Linked DNA regions of Oncorhynchus mykiss: region 1 is linked to region 2. The links are chromatin contacts, called in public Hi-C maps. All regions are on one chromosome and are shown on one strand. The core of a region is the stretch at or near the end of the contact, and the rest is flanking DNA. Distances in the headings are between cores, read along the strand shown.

What was found. Hi-C and Micro-C count contacts between places; a contact is called where the count stands out from the background.
Region 1: a Hi-C map of liver shows a contact between it and region 2, with 4 times the contacts expected there. The contact joins the promoter of LOC110523973 here to the promoter of LOC101268922 in region 2. A contact is called at or near these places in 2 of 3 Hi-C or Micro-C datasets (blood and liver).

What each region holds. Positions count from the first base shown.
Region 1 is chr5:47,657,832-47,664,153 of USDA_OmykA_1.1, reverse strand. It overlaps LOC110523973 (CBP80/20-dependent translation initiation factor), which reads left to right and starts at 1,486. Exons shown (of 14, transcript XM_021603172.2): 1 at 1,486-1,688.
Region 2 is chr5:47,392,611-47,399,563 of USDA_OmykA_1.1, reverse strand. LOC101268922 (Smad7) reads right to left here and starts at 3,552. Exons shown (of 4, transcript NM_001281336.1): 1 at 2,446-3,552; 2 at 1,302-1,355. The coding sequence starts at 2,914.

The DNA.
Region 1 (6,322 bases), core at 237-2,736, 270 kb before region 2:
GTATTTTCTGGATCCATTTGTATATTAAAATCGACTGACACCTTGCAGTAAATTAAACACCTGACTTCCCCATAAAGACAGTTGTCCAGCATCACCTTCCCACCATCTCCCTTGGCTGTAAGACATGTTACTTGTATCTTTTTTTTTTTACACAACTTTTCTTCCTCTCATCTGGAAGCATAAGGTGCTGTCTACACACTAAATATGGTAATGTCACAAATTCAGAGGTTCATGAAAATATGTGATGACCAGTCAACCTGTGAATTTAATCTGTTTCAGTATTCTATAAAAGCAGTTTGGTTGAATGATTCCAGAAGCTACATTGCAGCGGACAACATAACGTTTCTAAATAGGGCGTTGGGCCACCACGAGCAGCCAGAACAGCTTCAATTAACCTTGCCATAGATTTTACAAGTGTCTGGAATTCTATTGGAGGGATACTACACCATTCTTCCACGAGAAATGTAATTATTTGGTGATTTGTTGATGGTGGTGGAAAACGTTGTCTCGGGCACCACTCCAGAATCTCACCTAAGTGATCAATTGGGTTGAGATCTAGTGACTGAGACACACACACACACACACACACACACACACACACACACACACACACACACACACACACACACACACACACACACACACACACACACATTAAACCCCTATGCTCCTTTGAGACCCCTTCTAGCCAAGTCACTGAGATCTCTTCTTCTAGCCATGGTGGCCAACTGGGCATTTTTATAAATAAGCATGGTGGGATGTTAATTAACTTAGGAAACACACCTGTGTGGAAGCACCTGCTTTCAATTTCCTTTGTATCCTCCATTTCAAGTATTTCCTTTACTTTGGCAGTTACCTATACATTTACACTGCCTGATTAAAATGTCGTTGCACAATCATGATTGCAAAAGTTGTATTTCATCCAGTACCCACAAGGGGTCACTTGTGGACTTAAGTAAAAATACAATACATGCCATTTGCTACATACACCACAAAGAGATTCTCTCTGCTTGAGTTACTTCGTTGGACACACAGATAAAAACCCATCACTGCGCTCAAATCAATTAACACCATAACAAAGCAAAAACTCCTTGTCTTAAAACATGGTTGTTGTTTGATTTTATTTATAGATAACAATAAATGGTACAGTCTATTGTATAACAACGCAGGCTGTTGCATGAGAAGGTCCGTACCTTCGAATCTATTTAAACACAAAAATATAAATTGTATGAAATAAAATTTAAATAAACATTTGAACAGTGGATAATTTGTACCGTAATAGCATTAGAATAGGCCTAGATAAAACACAGCACAGGGACAATAAAAAACATCAATATACTGAAATTGACTTCAGAAATAATAAAACACATCAAATGTCCCCCAATAACCTCATATATCCTTCTAAAATGTCTGTATAAGCCTGTATCATTACAACATATATACATTTCAACAAGACTGCGATGTCTCACTAGAACTCCAGCTCCCAGAATCCAAGCCTCCACGTACACATGTCCTGCGAGCAAACCGGACTAAACGTCACATTCATGCGTTTCCCCTGCTTGTGTGTCTGGGAGCGTAATCTTTTCCTTCCGAATACGTTTCTCTCTCGAGAAATATACCCATGACACAGTGGGTTTAATATCAGGAGGTGATCCCGGATTCCCCAGCCGTCCGAATCCAATATCTGGGTGAGGATATTGTTTTCTGTAAATGGTTTTAACTTTCGCTATCTAGCTGAAATAATGTTTGCCAGTTGAGTGTTGGTCTAAAGCTAGGTACGGTGTGTGATCAGATCCAATGTTGTGCATGTTTTCGCTGCCTGAGACATGGTGTGGCTAAATTATGATTATGAAAGACATTTCAACTGATTGTGGCTCGACAGAAAGCTGTGACTGGCTTGTAAACTTAAAAGTTATGACAGTAGGCAACGTTGGGGTTTGAGCATGAATTAAACTAACGTAGGTAACGTTAACTAGCGTGATGGCGCCCGAGGCCGGACAGATGTGTGGTCATTATTTTTTTTCTGATAGTCAACATGAGGCACGCGTCCGGTAAAATAAAACACACTGAAAAAGATTCCATATCGAAAATACGTTTTTTTGTTGTTGTTGTTGTTATTATTAGCTAGCGAGCATGTGTTACTCTCAAACCATCTGCTAAGTGTTGTCCCAGCGGAGACGTTAGTAGTTGCTAACTAGCTAGCTACACAGCTAGTCGATTCTTATGGTCGCTGCAGTATCGAACTTTTTGGTTCAACCCGAGCAAGTTCACATATAAATGTAGTTCTAGATCTGTGTCATTGAAAGCAAGTCTAAGACGCGGTAGATCTGTTGTTTGCGCCATTTTCTACGCTTCTCCTTAAGTTTAGTTTTTGAGTCTTTTACTTTTGATTTTGTACACCAGCTTCAAACACCTGAAAATACTATATTTTTGGTTATTGAAAATATATTTCAGTGGTTAAGATGGTACACGGATTATCTACACTGCTTGTTTTGTCACAAACAGAAATTAGGCTTAGAATTTTAGCTAAATATAAAAAATAAAGGATCCATATTTATTTGGCCATACTGGTATTAGCCCATACAAACGCGCTGAATAACAGGTAGACACCCCCCCCCCCCCCCCCCCCCCACACACACACACAAAAAAAATCAAAAGGAAGTTTGTTCTGAAGTGTCTGTCAATATATATATTGTATGTATGTATGACAGACACTTCAGAACAAACTTCCTTTTGATTTTTTTGTTGTTGCCAAAGGGCACTTAATAAGGGCAAAAAAATAAATAATAATAATACATACTATATATTTCCCCAGTGGAAATCGAATTTGCATAAGACTGTTAAGTGCCAAAGGGCACTTAATAAGAGCACATGATAAAAAAAAAAGAGAGAGAATACAAACATATATATATATATTTATTTTACATGTGCTCTTATTAAGTGCCCTTTGGCACTTAACAGTCTTATGCAAATTAGATTTCCACTGGGGTGTGGACATCGACCTTAGGGTGTTAACATAAAGCTAGGACAATAAACTGAAAATTAACCTACTCACCTTGCCCTCCTCTTACCAAAGTTTTTTGCTTAGCTCATAATTTTCGGGGATTTTGTTCTGTTTGTTCGAAAACCACTGGTCAACAGTAATAACCTATGCATTATGATTCCTGCTATAAAAGTATCTGCCTGTCCCTGTTTTATTGTCGGCTGCTGTGTGTGCAAGCCCCTCTTCACTCATATGACAATATGACCAGCATATGACAATTGTTCAAAATGCAATTGTGGAAAAATAACGTTTTCAAAGCAGCTACTGATCTAGTTAGACAGCAGTCACAGCTTTCTGTGTGTATTTAATGTATATTGGTTCATGGCACCACTTTACAACCAGAGTAAGCTATGTAGTATGGTTTTGAAGTGCCCGCAGAGCTCTCCATTTTCACTTAAGTAGCCTAGACCTAGCACTGGAAAGTTTTGTAGGGCATTACATTTACTGATCAATTAATCAATTAGTCTACATGGCTATCTAGCAACAATGTCATATTTAGTTGGCATACCTGCTAAGTGTTTTGAGTTCACACTTCCTTAGGCGGTGAAAAGGCTAATAATATAGCCTGGGCCTATGCACAAAGATGTCGGCAAATCCATCTCTGAAGAACCCAAAATAAATCTGATCATTCTGGATTCTATAGGTTGCACATCAAAATATCGATCTTGAATTACCTGCATATGTTAGATTAAATAACTTTTTTTAATCATAGGCAATTCCATCTGGGTTGTTGTCATGAATCAAGCCTGTCTATCAGCACAACCCACCCCATTATAGTGCACACTAGAGGTCAACCGATTAACTAGGGCCGATTTTCAAGTTTTCATAACAATTGGTAATCAGGCTTTTTGGATGCCGATTACATTGCAATCCATGAGGAAACTGCGTGGCAGGCTGACCACCTGTTACGCGAGTGCAGCGTCAAAAGGACCTTGTGGCTGCAATGAGCCAAGGTAAGTTGCTAGCTAGCATTAAACTTATCTTATAAAAAACAATCAATCTTCACATAATCACTAGTTAACTACACATGGTTGATGATATTCCTAGGTTAACTAGCTTGTCCTGCTTTGCATGTAATCAATGCGGTGCCTGTTCATTTATCGTCGAATCACAGCCTAATTCAACTTCGCCGAACGGGTGATGATTTAACAAAAGTGCATTTGCGAAAAAAGCACTTTCGATGCACAAATGCACCTAACCATAAACATCAATGCCTTTCTTAAAATCAATACACAGAAGTATATATTTTTAAACCTGCATATTTAGTTAAAATAAATGCATGTTAGCAGGAAATTTGATCTTGGGAAATTGTCACTTCTCGTGCGTTCAGTGCAAGCAGAGTCAGGGTACATGTAACAGTTTGGGCCACCTGGCTCGTTGTGAACTGTTTCTTCCTAATAAAGACCATAATTAATTAGCCAGAATTGTACATAATTCTGACATAACATTGAAGGTTGTGCAATGTAACAGCAATATTTAGACTTATGGTTGCCACCCGTTAAACAAAATATGTAATAGTTCCGTATTTCGCTGAAAGAGTAAACGTTTTGTTTTCGAAATGATCGTTTCCGGATTTGACCATATTAATGGACCAAAGGCTCATAATTCTGTGTGTTATTATAATTAATTCTATGATTTGATATTTGATAGAGCGGTCTGACTGAGTGGTGGTAGGCAGCAGCAGGCTCGTAGGCATTCATTCAAACAGCACTTTACTGCATTTGCGAGCAGCTCTTAGTCATACGTGATGCACAGCGCTGTTTATGACTTCAAGTCTATCAACTCCAGAGATTAGGCTGGCAATACTAAAGTGCCTATAAGAAGATCCAATAGTCAAACGGATATGAAAAACAAATGGTATAGAGAGATAGTTGACACTTCATAATTCCTATAATAACTACAACCTAAAACTTCTTAACTGGGAATATTGAACCACCAGCTTTCATATGTTCTCATGTACTGAGCAAGGAACTTAAATGTTATCTTTTTTTACATGGCACATGTTTTTGCATTATTTAAAACAAATTGAACATGTTTCATTATTTATTTGAGACTACATTTATTTTATTTATGTATTATATTAATTTAAAATAAAAGGGTTTTTGTTCATTCAGTACTGTTGTAATTGTCATTATCACAAATATATATAGAAATCGGCCTCTGCTTTTTTTGGTTGAAAAATCATAGTCGGTCAACTTCATCTCCCCCGCCTCACATCTCTCCCAGTCAAGATCATCTTTGCTCAGTTTGTGTGAATGACATCATGGGTCTTATATACAGCGTGCTCACTCTTATAAAATAGATTACTTCGGCCTCCTGAGTGCCTTAGACCGCTGCAGCACATCATCGCAGTGCTTGATTCATCACTACAGACCCGGGTTCGATCCAAGGCTGTGTCACAACCGGCTGTGACCGGGAGTCCCATAGGGCGGCGCACAATTGGCTCAGCATCGTTTGGCCGGGCGGCTTTACTTAGCTCATTGCGCTTTAGCGATTCCTTGTGGTGGGCTGGGCGCCTGCAGGCTAACTTCGGTCCAACTGACGGTGTTTCCTCTGACACATTGGTGCAGCTGGCTTCCGGGTTAAGCAGGCAGGTGTTAAGAAGCGCGGTTTGGTTGGTCATGTTTCAGGGGACACATGACTCGACCTTCGCCTCTCCCGAGCCCGTTGGGTAGTTGCAGCGATGAGACAATATCGTAATTGGATTGCAACTGGATGTCATGAAATTGATGAGAAAAAGGGGGTAAAAAAAGAAGCAATTACTTCTTCTATACAAATGTTGATCAGTACAATAAAATAAGTCCCAAATGGAAAAGAAACAGATTGTTTTTCATCTGTAGCCCTGTGAAATCAGCTCAATAACTCAATGCATGCACACACTCCTATTGAATATGCATGCACCTGTATTGTGAATTAGTGATGCACGCTATACTAAAACTTTGTTAGTTGTTAGCTGCATTGTTAGCGTCCCACTCATGCTGCACAGAAGACTTTAATAATGCAACACGGCATGTAAAAATGTTGAAACTGTTTGCACAACAATGTCGATAGTCCAGAACACTTTTACAATGCAAGACAATACCGGTAGCTTCCAGGTTTAATTGTAGGGCTAACTTTCCCTGCAAGCTTACAGCTGACTTCACTACCGTAGTACTTTTTTGGTGATAATATGCAAACCATAATGCAAAATACTCTGATTTTCAAAGCTGATTGCCACAAAACACATTATTAATTCACATCGTCTCCCTCGCCACCAAAAACAAATTTGCTTCTTTTTCT
Region 2 (6,953 bases), core at 2,303-4,802:
TTTAAAGTAGTGTACAATATAGGGAATAGTGTAGTATTTGGAACGTCCCCTCTGTGCGGCCTGATCGGGGCCATGCAGGAAACCCAAAAACTGTCTGATTCATAAAAGGAGTGACTCACTCACGGCCGCCGCCAAAAACACTTCAACTCACGACCTCGTCCTCGCTTAACTCAACACTGTCTCTTGATTCTCTATCTATTAAATGACAAACACGTATCTAATGGTTTCATTTCAATGTTTAACATACACATGACATCTACCTGACCATAGTAGAGCAAGCTGTAAGGATTCATTCCATATCAGGCATGGATGAGCTCCATGATAGACTGCAGCAGCAACACACACAGCAATTCAATATCTACCAACTTCGCTTTTTTTGGCAGACACTTCCTTCTAAAATGGCTCACGGGCTAAACCACAGGCCTGCATACACACACTAAGAGCTCCAAACACACGCACACGTGACACTCCCAACCCCTCAGCTGTAATCTACAGTCAGAATAATTCTACAGATAAAACTGGGCTCCAGAAATCTTTGTCTTTTCCCCTTGTGTGATCCACATCTCCCCCTAAACTGTCTCCCTTCACTGGAGCTGCCCCCCCACAGCGTGTGCATCTTGCGTGTGTGTGATTGTTTGTGTGTAACCTCCCTGCGTGTGTCTCCTCTCTCCCTGTCCTCTGGTGCCAATGCTGTTTATCTGTCCTGCTAGGTCATCCCCTCCAGCCCAAAGTTTGTGCAGACAGACAGCCACTACAGAGCTGGTGCCGGTCTGGAATGGGCCCTGGCCTTGGCTACCTGCCATTCTATTACAGGGCCCTGATCGGCACTGGGCTGCATGGCGCGGGCAGGCATGCCACTCTCAGTCTGACTACCATCATAAATCAAAACAGAGCGAAGAGCATTTCCATATACACACAGAGCAGAACTCAATGCACCTAATAGTGTGAATGACTTGAGCTAGTATGAGACTTCCTTTTTCACTAGTGTCATAATAACACATTGTTTAGAAATGACTGGGCAAAAGTATAATGTTGTTGTAATGACTTATGTTTAAAACCTATAATAAGTTATAGGCCTATAATGTGCCTTTTTAATTTCTACAAATGGAATGTAAGTATAATTTTCATAGAAAGGAAGTGGAAACAACGTTGATTAAACCAGTGTGTGCCCAGTGGGTATACTCATTGGAAAAATACAAACACAACCAGAAACCTCAACATATGTAGCCTACATTCAAGAAACATTCTTGAAAAACGACTCTTTCTTTTTTAAAGAAAAAAGAAGTAATAATAAAACTCACCGGGTGGTTTAAGAAAGTCCATTGGGTATCGGGAATAAGGCGGAGGGGGAGACTCTGAAAACGAAATGAAAGAAGGCATGAGAAAAGGGGTCCAGGGGAAGAGAGAAACTTATGATAACAGTTTGCATTCTTTTGGAAAACTGTTTGTGTTAGCAGTGAGGGTTGGAGGCAGGGCAGGCAGCAAGGCTGCCTTGATATCTGGTGGAGAGATAAACAGGGGGCGTCTGGCGCCAGCCTCCAGGCGACTATCTGACTAGGCTCCGACTCAGGCTGTGGAGAGATACGGCTCTCTTTTGGCTCACAACAGAACAGGACACTCCAATCGGAATCGTTGCCGGGCTGGCTGCAAGCAAACTAACTTGGTCCAGACTGACTGTCAAATACACAAGATAGTCTACATGAAAGGCTACGTGAAAGGCCATTTAAAATAGTTCAACTTTGTGTAGGTCTCGTGTGTTATATTATAGGCCTGTTGTTAGTAGTACTTCTGACATGAAAACATTAAAGTACAATCAACTCGATTTTTTTTACGAGACAAAACTTGGGAAACCACATTTAACATGTGTAGTAGGCCTTGCATTCGGTATAATAAACATAATATAAACATATAGGCCTTTTTTAATTCTTTATAAGCGTTTCCACGTAGATTTTAAAGCAAAAACAAATATATAAATACAATTAAAAAACAATAACTTGGCCAAGCTTTGCCAAACCAATAAAGAGATGACATAATATAATATACTGGACATAATGTAATTACAATTGCATTGACCTTTGTAATCTCTGCATTACTTGCGAGGAGTCATTCAAAGCAAATCTAGATTTGTATTATATCCCAGATAGATAAATAATAAAACGGGGGACTTCTGCCATATGGTCATGACATGATGATGCTGATAAAACTGTTCTAACGTCACACCAACCAAGTCTGACCTATGCTATTGCAATAGACACCACCGGTAAATTGTGTCAACATGTCTGGCAAAGTGACATGCCAATCAATTTGCCCATATAATATATAATAGTGAAACAGATAGACCATGCATATAATTAGCAATAACAGATGTTTTTTCCCCCTTCATGTTATTATTTTTTGTAAAAATAAAAAAAAAACAGCATTAACGGTCCGTGTATGTTAACTTACCGAGTTCACAAAGCCTGCTCATGTGGTGAGGATTGCAGCAAACGAGTTCTGGGTTAATTTTCCCATAGGATTCACAGCAAGGTAGCCTTTTTAATTCCGAGCAATGCCTGAGGTCCGACCACCGAAACACTTTGTAGAGCAGCAAGGGGAGGGAATAAGACTGCTGACCCAGTTTGGTGTCCACTTTGCTGGGTAGGAGCAGGCAGGGGCTCCGTGCACCCCCCTTTGACTCCACCGCTTGCAAGAGCCCCTCTAATTGTTTCTCTTTGATTTTTTTCAGTATCGAGTGGGTCAGGGCTTTCAATTCAGCCTCCGTTCCGGCGCTAGTTTTCCCGGCAACCTTCGTCGATTTACCCATACAGCAACCCCGGGATCCATGCGTTCGTGTATCCGTCTCCCCGTCGCCCTCGACGGGCGCACGGCTCCTCCAGAGTCGCCGGACGAGCCCCGTTCGTTTGGTCCTAAACATGCGGGACGAAAAGAGGGTTTCCCGGCTAAAAAACGAGCATGATGTCCGCAAATCATGAAGATTCCGGGATCCGAGTCCAGGCAACGACAAGCAGCCTGAGATATTATTATGGAGAAACTGGGAGGTGGAGAAGCAAAGAAAATCTGTAGCATACGCCAGTCTAATTTTCTCAAAACTAAACCCCACAAAAAAAAAAAAAATGTCAAGGCTCCTGCCGTGATAGTAACCTTCTCTGTAAAGAGAAATTAACCATCACCTTAACGGTATTATTATAACACTATAATAGGCCTACTGCTAATACACAGCTATATCGAAACATAAATCTTAATGTCAATGTAGGAACGCTGAGCATCTAGAATACAAAATAGCAGCATAGAGAAATTGTTACAATGTAGAGCTAGGCTACTGTGAACATTAAATGCTACATTCGTTCCATTCCATCAGTGTGCTATGTATAAAGAAAAACATTGTAACATTACTTTGCGCGTATGGTTATGAGTAGGATTTTTTTTGTGGTATTCTGAGCCAATAGGCTAAATATCCTGGTAAAATACTAGAATTATTATATCCACGAGAAAAAAACGAAGCTCGCCCGTTTTCTTTAGAAAAAAAAATAATCCACACAACCCTTGATCCGAGAGCAAAAAGGCTTTAACAAAGGCCGGTGTCTATGTTTTTTTTATCCCCTATCTTCTAAATATCATAACCGTCTGCACATGATGTGATCTTCCAATATAGATTTAGATGTTACGAGAGAAGGAAAGGATCCTCCAAAAACAGATCCAAAGCGAATGAGCAAATCCAAAACTGGAGCCGCTGAGGTGCCAGACAGAAATCTACCCCGAGTAGTAGAGGTAGTTGCGTTTCCGATTGAATACCGAACAGAGTCTTGATTACAATAATTACCTACAGCCTATATATCTTCTAAATATCCCTTGGTAAATTAATCCAGCCACTTTTCGGAATGAATTTCTGTAGTCGGAGGAATAAAGCGAGTGGAGTTTGACAAAGAAGTGATGAGATCGTCAGAAAAGGTCTGCGAATGACTCGGATAGCTCAAGTGCCCTTGCCTTCTCTCACTCGCTCTCTCTTTCTCTGACTCTCTGTGCTCTTAGCTGTGTCCTCCGGTGCGCATTGGCGCGCCCCGTCACGTGGTTGTCTAGACACCCTGTCGCTTAAAAAAAATGATTGTCTTGCGCAAACAAGAGATCAAGTAGCTTACATACAGAGAATTCGTTGGGTGAGGAAAAGTTTCAATTTCCAGAAATTACAAAGTAACAAAATATAAAAACAAGGCGAAAATATCACGTGGTGGGGGGGTATGGAGCTAGAATGGCTATTTTACTATATAAATGAAACACACACTCTCTCTCTCTCTCTGAAAGAGAGATAAGGGTTGATTCAGGGTAATAGTTGTCCAAACATTATGATTTGTTTTAACTTTTATTTACTTTGCGCCATGTGATCACATTAATGCAGTGGGCATAAATATAAATAGGCTAACTATGATTGACATTGATCATAACACAATAATATTGTTGGTATTATAATATATTGTATTATAATTATATATTGTAATATATTATATTGTTGTTATTGTTATTAGGCTATTATTATTATTATGTTTCCCTTTAATGGTGGGTAACCTAGTTGCACGGTCTCAACCTTTTTCCCCTGAATGGTCTCAACGAACTACTGCCTCCCTCTGGTGACAGTTATTTCCCTGTGAAATACATCTGACATAGGTTACCTACTTATTTATTACACATTTGGCTACTGATCATGGACAAGTTCACTGTTATTGTACAAAACGTTTTGTTGTATTTTTTCTTAGATAATATCCCACACTTGGGTTGTCTACCCTGTCTATCATTGTCAGAGACTGGTGACTGTTGCCAATCAACAGATTATAGGCCTACAGTAGTAGTTTGCTAATCTCAGTTTGCCTGAGTAGGTTACTTTCACATCTACATTATCAGATCAAATTTTAAATTGGAACCTATAAGCATTTCACTTCACCCGCAATAACATCTGCTAAATATGTGTATGTGACAAATATAATTCTATTAACATAGGCTAATCGTCTGGACTGGAGCACCACCATTTGAAATAGCCTACAGTAGCCTAATGGGACCGGAAACCTAACTATGGGGCCTAGCCTATAGTTTATATCTTTCTTGTGCTGGGGAAATGTGTAACATTTCCTGTTGATACATCCAGCCTGATAGTATAGACTAATAGGGATCCTACCATCTGATTCAATGTAGCTAAAATTATTTAGAAGAGAGACCGAAGCTTAATTGTAAAACATCATCCAAATTACAGAATAAAGAGAATGCAACTCCTATTTATCTATACTTGGGGTGTGGAAAGGAGACAGAAGACTACCTTCCCTCCCCAAAGTCTACAAATCTCTACCAAAAGGAATGACAACATATGTCCCCTTTAACTGACTCGTTGGCTGTACAGACAGGTCTGTCTCTGAGTCGGTCGGTGTGAGTAAATTGAAGAATGCTGTCTGCTGTAGCCTAATTGTGTGCTAGACATAAGGGGAGGAGACGCAGGCAGGCAGCAGTAGCCTACTATGTTAATGTGGGTGCCAGTCAGGCAAGGCAGTGAGTGTCGCTGCAGGGCACTGGGATGGGGTGGATGATGGTAATGATGATGGGATATGTGTGTTCTATTCAGGATGGCAGGCACCAACAGTCAATGGCTCAGACTCATTGTTCCACCGATTCCCCACTGGCGCCGCACATCAGTTTAAACTCAACCAACAGCAGCAGCACGCAACATTTTTAAGGTAGTCTGGAAGTAATCTACACCAAAAACAACCACAGTTCAGAACATAGAGTTTGTAGAATCCAGTTTTTCTCCCTGGCTCTGAGTAATAAAAGTGGATTCACCCAGTTTACAGGAATTATTTTTATCAATACATTTTTTATTTCGAATTGACAAAATAAAATTATGTAGGGTGACTAGCCCCCCGAGCAGAAAGGGTAAGTAACCCAATATTGGAAAGGTAATCTTAATGTTTTGTACACTCAGTGTGTGTGTGTGTGTGTGTGTGTGTGTGTGTATATGCAGTTGAAGTCATAAGTTTACATACACTTAGGTTGGAGTCAATTAAACTCGCTTTTCAACCACTCCCACATTTCTTGTTAACAAACTATAGTTTGGCAAGTCGGTTAGGACACCTACTTTGTGCATGACAAGGCATTTTTCAAAAAATGGTTTAGACAGACAGATTATTTCACTTATAATTCACTGCATCACAATTCCAGTGGGTCATACGTTTACATACACTAAGTTGACTGTGCCTTTAAACAGCTTGGAAAATTCTAGAAATTATGTCATGGCTGTATGAATGTATGTATGTACGAAGCTTGGGACAGGCTAATTGACATCATTTGAGTCAATTGGAGGTGTACCTGTGGATGTATTTCAAGTCCTACCTTCAAACTCAGTGCCTGTTTGCTTGACATCATGGGATAATCAAAAGAAATCAGCCAAGAAATCAGCCAAAAAACAATTATAGACCTCCATAAGTCTGATTCATCCTTGGGAGCAATTTCCAAACGCCTGAAGGTACCACGTTCATCCGTACAAACAATAGTACACAGGTATAAACACCATGGGACCACACAGCCATCATACCGCTCAGGAAGGAGACGCATTCTGTCTCCTAGAGATGAATGTACTTTGGTGCGACAAGTGCAAATCAATCCCAGAACAACAGCAAAGGACCTTGTGAAGATGCTGGAGGAAACAGGTACAGAAGTATCTATATCCACAGTAAAATGAGTCCTATGTCGACATAAGCTGAAAGGCCGCTCAGCAAGGAAGAAGCCACTGCTCCAAAACCACCATAAAAAAGCCAGACTACGGTTTGCAACGGTACATGGGGACAAAGATCGCACTTTTTGGAGAAATGTCCTATGGTCTGATTAAACAAAAATAGAACTGTTTGGCCGTAATGACCACCGTTATGTTAGGAGGAAAAATGGGGGGGGGGGGGGGGACTTGCAAGCTGAAGAACACC